2 separate regions of the Mus musculus genome follow, and region 2 is linked to region 1. Evidence: chromatin contacts called from public HiChIP or PLAC-seq data. All regions are on one chromosome and are shown on one strand. The core of a region is the stretch at or near the end of the contact, and the rest is flanking DNA. Distances in the headings are between cores, read along the strand shown. Region 1 overlaps Bcas3 (breast carcinoma amplified sequence 3). Region 2 has its middle 12 kb from the start of Rnft1.

What was found. HiChIP or PLAC-seq counts read pairs in DNA pulled down with a chosen protein or histone mark.
Region 2: an H3K4me3 HiChIP or PLAC-seq map of bone marrow-derived macrophages shows a contact between it and region 1, with 9 times the contacts expected there. The contact joins two enhancer-like sites. A contact is called at or near these places in 2 of 115 datasets of contacts at active chromatin or transcription factors (bone marrow-derived macrophages and stem cell-derived neural progenitor cells).

Annotation. Positions count from the first base shown.
Region 1 is chr11:85,523,015-85,525,714 of GRCm38.p6, forward strand. The region is part of intron 15 of Bcas3 (breast carcinoma amplified sequence 3); the gene reads left to right. Among named protein-coding and RNA genes, the nearest start is that of Bcas3, 170 kb to the left of the region's middle. Within about 2 kb of position 1,352, at least 82 of the 459 cell types and tissues checked have an H3K27ac peak or open chromatin away from gene starts, as enhancers often do. A contact at or near this core is called in bone marrow-derived macrophages, where this site is marked.
Region 2 is chr11:86,471,425-86,474,124 of GRCm38.p6, forward strand. No RefSeq gene overlaps it. Among named protein-coding and RNA genes, the nearest start is that of Rnft1, 12 kb to the right of the region's middle. Within about 2 kb of position 1,332, at least 101 of the 459 cell types and tissues checked have an H3K27ac peak or open chromatin away from gene starts, as enhancers often do. A contact at or near this core is called in bone marrow-derived macrophages, where this site is marked.

The sequences.
Region 1 (2,700 bases), core at 102-2,601:
CTCACCCCTCATTCTAGCCACAAACTGCCCTTTTAGAGTAAATTATACTTACTGTACATACAAGCTTTGTAATAGTGACTTTCTTTTTAAATTTTACTCTTATAAATCAGGCTCCTAAATCCAAAATTCATTTTAGCTTCCAGGAAGTACTTGTATTACACATTAAAATAGCATACAGTACTTTAAGAGTAAGGAACAGGTGAGGATATTCTGAGAATCAGGAGAGAACAGCTAGAGAATTAACTGTTGTGCTATTGACACAAGTATAATGTGTTATGTATAAATATATGTTCAAAACAGTCACATGATGGCAGACCACCAATTCTCTTGGAGGTATACTTTTAATTCTCCTTGACACTGGAGAACACCAGATGGTGAGTTCTGGACCATTCTGTGTGCTGTAGCAGAACATCACTAATAACTGTCTCCACCTGAAAAACATGGATTGTTTTCCTCCTCTGTACCCGTAGTGGTTACTGTGGTACCAGGAAGCTTTCTTAGAAAAAGCAACCAATGCTTTTGCTAGATTTCTGTTGCAATGTTTTGTCATCTGCTGCCTTCCCAAGGAGCAACAATCACAGCAATAAGAACTGCAGTTGGGATCATCCTTGGAGATTCTGCCTCTGTTTAAGTCCGCGCAGTTGTTTGGTAAAGCGTGTCCAGCCTCCATGTCCAGAGCTAATTTTCTTTCCTTCCATCTCCTGCTGAGATCCCAGGCCTGTGCAGCCTGGTCTGCGGGTCAGAAGGCACTGTCTCACACCAGGGCGCTGCTGTTTCCTTTTCCTACTGAGTAGATTGCAGAATATACTGGAACATGCCTGAGAAAAGGTCAGAAAGAAGGCTGAGAGTCCAGGAACTGCAGCTGGGAAGCTTGTCATCCTCATCTGTGAGGGAAAGGAGGCGGGCTAGGGGCCTGAGGGAGGGAGAGCAGAGCTGGAGGGAGGGAGGGAGGGACAGACACTCCCTTTCTGACCAAAAGCAACCCATATACTAGAAATTCCAGTTTGTACTGAGCACTTAAAAAAAATAAATATACATATATATGTTTTAAAGGATTTTATTTGATTTTGATTAAATAATAGTTGAGATTTAGTTGAGAATGCTTTAATGTTAAATTAGACCACAAGCAAGAGCTAAGCATGCTTTCTAGCTTTGCAGAGCTCAGCTATCCAGTGATTGTTTTAGGACAAGCTACCATTGTATTCTTTTTAACAGAGTCAAGAAGTCAACTTTTCAACTCCAGAATTAACTTAAAACTCTTTGGTAAATTTTGCTGCTTTATACCCGCCAAGTCCAGGGCCGGATAGTAAAAGCAGACCGGCAGTTTTGCTTTTGTGTGGGACGGACTGTGCGCATGCGCAGAGGCTCTGAGCGCTTCTTACCCAGCTTTCCTCTGGGACTGGGTAGACAGGAGGACGCTTGTACGCTGTCCTCAGAATAGCGAGAGTGTTGGGAGGAGGATGGAGATGAGGAAATATTGGGAGAAAGGATGTTTCTATAGGGTTGGGAGTGCCAGGAACCCGCGAGTTTGGGTTTGAGGGGTACCCTTGTTATTTTAATTTCCAAATACAATTTCCATTACTTGCAGCCAGGAGCTTGATGGGGTGAGAAGCAGAGCCCCTCAACTGTGGCAGATCCCTTTAGTCTGTGGAGATTGATGAAAACGGACTGGACTGAGGCATCTGGTTTGCTGAGACATGGATGGTGTCTGTCATAAGCCCTTTTAAATAGCCTGCCTGATGCCTGATGTGGGTTAGGGCCCTATGTCTAAGGAGCACAGGAAAACCCAGAAAACTGCAGACCTCCTAACTATGCTGTCCCATGGGCACGCTAATTTGCTCTTGTAAAGGAATCTTAACATCTCTATGCCTGTTTGTCCTCGGATCCCCAGTGACCTCCTAAGAGGCTCACCGGACACCCCATTGTTCGTTGTCTGTGTTCTTTCTCACAGCCCTCTTTCTTAAGGAGTCTTTCTAAGGCTCCCACTCATGACCACGTGTATCTCACGCTTCTGCTAACCTGGCACGGGTTTTCGGCTGTCTCCCACTCTGAGTTCCCCCTTGCAGGAGATTCCAGAGCTGTGACTGCTGCACATCATGCTTGGTGGTTTTCTTTTCCTTACTTCATGGTGTGATTGGGCAGCAAAGAGGATCAGGAGGAGCGATGGCCTCATTCATTTGTTCATTCGTTTCCTCTCACGTGTCCTGAAGAAGTCCATGCACAGAGTATGCTGATAGTAGCTCTAGCGTTCAGCAGAATGTGAAGTGCTCAGCACTTTCGGGGTCTTGCTTCCCTTAGAAATGTCTCGTGCTTGGCAGTTTGCCTCGTTCACATGTTCTCACTTCCCTGCATCCAGAAGCTGGGAATCCAGTCCTGGCAGCTTCTGCACAGAGGCTAAAGATAAAGCAGAAAGGAGCCAAGCTTCCTCCCACATTACCTGGGAGTTGCTGTTGATGGCTTTTCCACAAATGTCCGGGTTTGTCAAAGCCCAGTAAATCTTGGAAAGTTTATTTTCCTTGTAGCATCTGTGTTTTATAATGGGTCTTTTAATTTGTTTTTACTCTGTCTGCAGGGATTTCTTTTGTCCGGAGTTTTCAGACTCTTGGCTTTTTTTCCTTTCCTGTGGAAGTGAGTCCGTTAATGATGACTGGTTTGGGAATATGACGCTCTGCAAACCTGACCTGGGATGCCGCTCCTCCG
Region 2 (2,700 bases), core at 82-2,581, 950 kb after region 1:
ATGCCAGCACCCCTTCCAACCCAGGAAGCAAACGCATAGGGTCTGATCTGGGCTTGTCTGGCCAGACTCCCCCTGAGACTTGAAATCTCGAGTGGGATTCTCAAAGGCATCTTTCTGTTTCCTGGATTCACCTTTTGGAGACAGGTTTCACTCAACTGGCTTCAAATGCACAAGTCCTTCCTTCTCCCTTAGCTTCTCGAACGCTGGCCTTAGAGACTTGCACCTCCACCCTTCACATCAGAACCCAGTTTTGACTCTGGTAGCCAAGGTCTACACGCTCAGGCGGCAGAACCTTCCCCTCTCCCCCCTGTATGGGTGACACACCCCTGCTTTTTCCCACTGCTGACCCCACTTGCTCAGTTTTCTAAGCCCATGTCTCCAGTTCCCCTGATCATTTATTGTGTTCTTCAACAGTCTCTCCTTTTCTGCCTTGCTGAAAAGCCTTTCAACAAATCCTTTACTGCTCGTCCAAGAGATCCTATCAACTAATCCCTTAGCAACATGACAACAGAAACATTTCTCTGGGCTGGCGATGTAGGGCCGTGGTAGCACACTTGCATAGCACGTGTGCGCTATAATGGGGGAGGGGGGAGGCATATAAATGGTATCAAGAATGTGAGAAAACTAGAATGGCATAGAAATCTGTCCACGAGGCTGTGTGGTGCATGCATGCAATCCTAGTATCTTGGAAGCTTGAGGCAGGAGGATTATGAGTTCTGAGCCAGCCTGGGCTATTCAGTAAAACCCTGCCTCAAAATAAAAACAAGGGCTGGCAAAATGGCTCAGTGGGTAAGAGCACTGACTGCTCTTCCAAAGGTCCTGAGTTCAAATCCCAGCAACCACATAGTGGCACACAAACATTCGTAATGAGATCTGACGCCCTCTTCTGGTGTGTCTGAAGACAGGTACTGTGTACTTACATATAATAAATAAATAAATCTAAAAAAAAAAAAACCAAAACAAATGGCAAAACTATTATACATGTATGCCAACAGTATGCTTAACAATAACCAAGAAACAAAACCACCCAAGCGCCCATTGTCTGTTGATATGGACACTGGTATAATTTATACAGTGGGATATCACTGTACATTAAAAACGAAAGGCTGGTGCATGGATCAACATTACAAAACCTGAGAACATTCTGCCAACTGAAAGAAGCCAGTGACTCGAGCTACTTATTGATAACTCTGTTTATGTCAAATGTCTAGAATGGGCAAGTCGCAGACGGCAAGGTGGCGGCTGCCAGCACCAGGGCCTGAGGACAGGGAGGATGAGCGAGGAGTTTGTATGAAAGGAAGAAAATGTTCATCTTAGGAATGATGGTCACTGTAGACATCTGTGAAAAAAACAACACCCACTGAGCTGGGTACTTCCCAGGTGAGTGTTGTGCTATGAGAATTATAAACTTATCTAAAGGCACACGCACATGGGGTTCTGTCATCTGGTACATAGAGGTGACCTTCAGATTCATGCTGGTGGTGAGAAGGGGGGAGGAGCATCCGCCAGCACAGCGACTGCCGCTCAAGAAACGCCAGCAGTTTCTAATTTTACACTGCCCTACATTTGTTGCTTTTTGGGGCTTTTGACTCACTCTACGAGCTTGGCCAAACAGAAATGCCTTTTATGTTTTATTACAACGGCTAAACTGGGAAATCAACTCACCAATTGCTTTTTCACAAAAGGAAATGAGCTAAAAACAACCTAGATGTAAAGCAGAGCTCAGTGGGATGAATGTGTTTGCAGAGAGAGTCCACTAGTAATGCAGCGTTTTGTTATTTTAAAACACATTCCGTTTCATTTACAGTAAGTGGCAAACACTGTTCTGAGAGGCACGGCAGAGCTGTCGGATGGTAAAGCGAGATGACATCTTGTTTCCATTTTCATTTTCTTCCAGCTCATCTTCTCATTGTAAATCATTTTCCATTGTGGGAGGATATTAAATTTAAATCAAATTGAAGGTGGAAAAAAATGCAGCGGCTGCATTAATCAATTCATTTCCCTGACTAGCCCTGCCTCCTGCAGCTCTTTTTAGCAAACGCTGTGGTCTGAATAGTTACAATTTTTAAAGAGTTTTCAAGGACCATGCCCTATCTTTCCTGGATCTGAACAAATGGGGTGTTTCTTTTCTTGAGCAGAAAAAAAAAGCTCATTTTAAGGTCAAGAAACTGATTTGTCAAGAAAAACATTTTTTTAACTTAACTATGATATGAATATTTAAAATGCATTTGAATATTCTCTCACAGGGAAAGATGGAGCCTGCAAGCATTTGAGGGACGGCATTATAGTTGCTTTGTAAACACTAATAAAATGTGTTCACCCCTCCTTAGACTAGCCTAGGAGCTCTGAAGGGGTGTGTGTGTAAACGTCTCCACCCACAATTATTTAAGTCAGCCAAAGTTCATCACACAAGCTCAGGAACAGTCAGAAACTGAGACACAGCAAAGTCAAATCACTTCCCCAGCTGAACCTAAGGAAGTTCAGCACCAGCGCATGCTAACATACACACACACAGGCACATGCACACACTCAGACAGACACTCACAAGCACACACAGACACACGCACACAGAGTCACATGCACACACTCAGACAGACACTCACAAGCACACACAGACACACGCACACAGAGTCACATGCACACACTCAGACAGACACTCACAAGCACACACAGACACACTCACACAGAGTCACATGCACA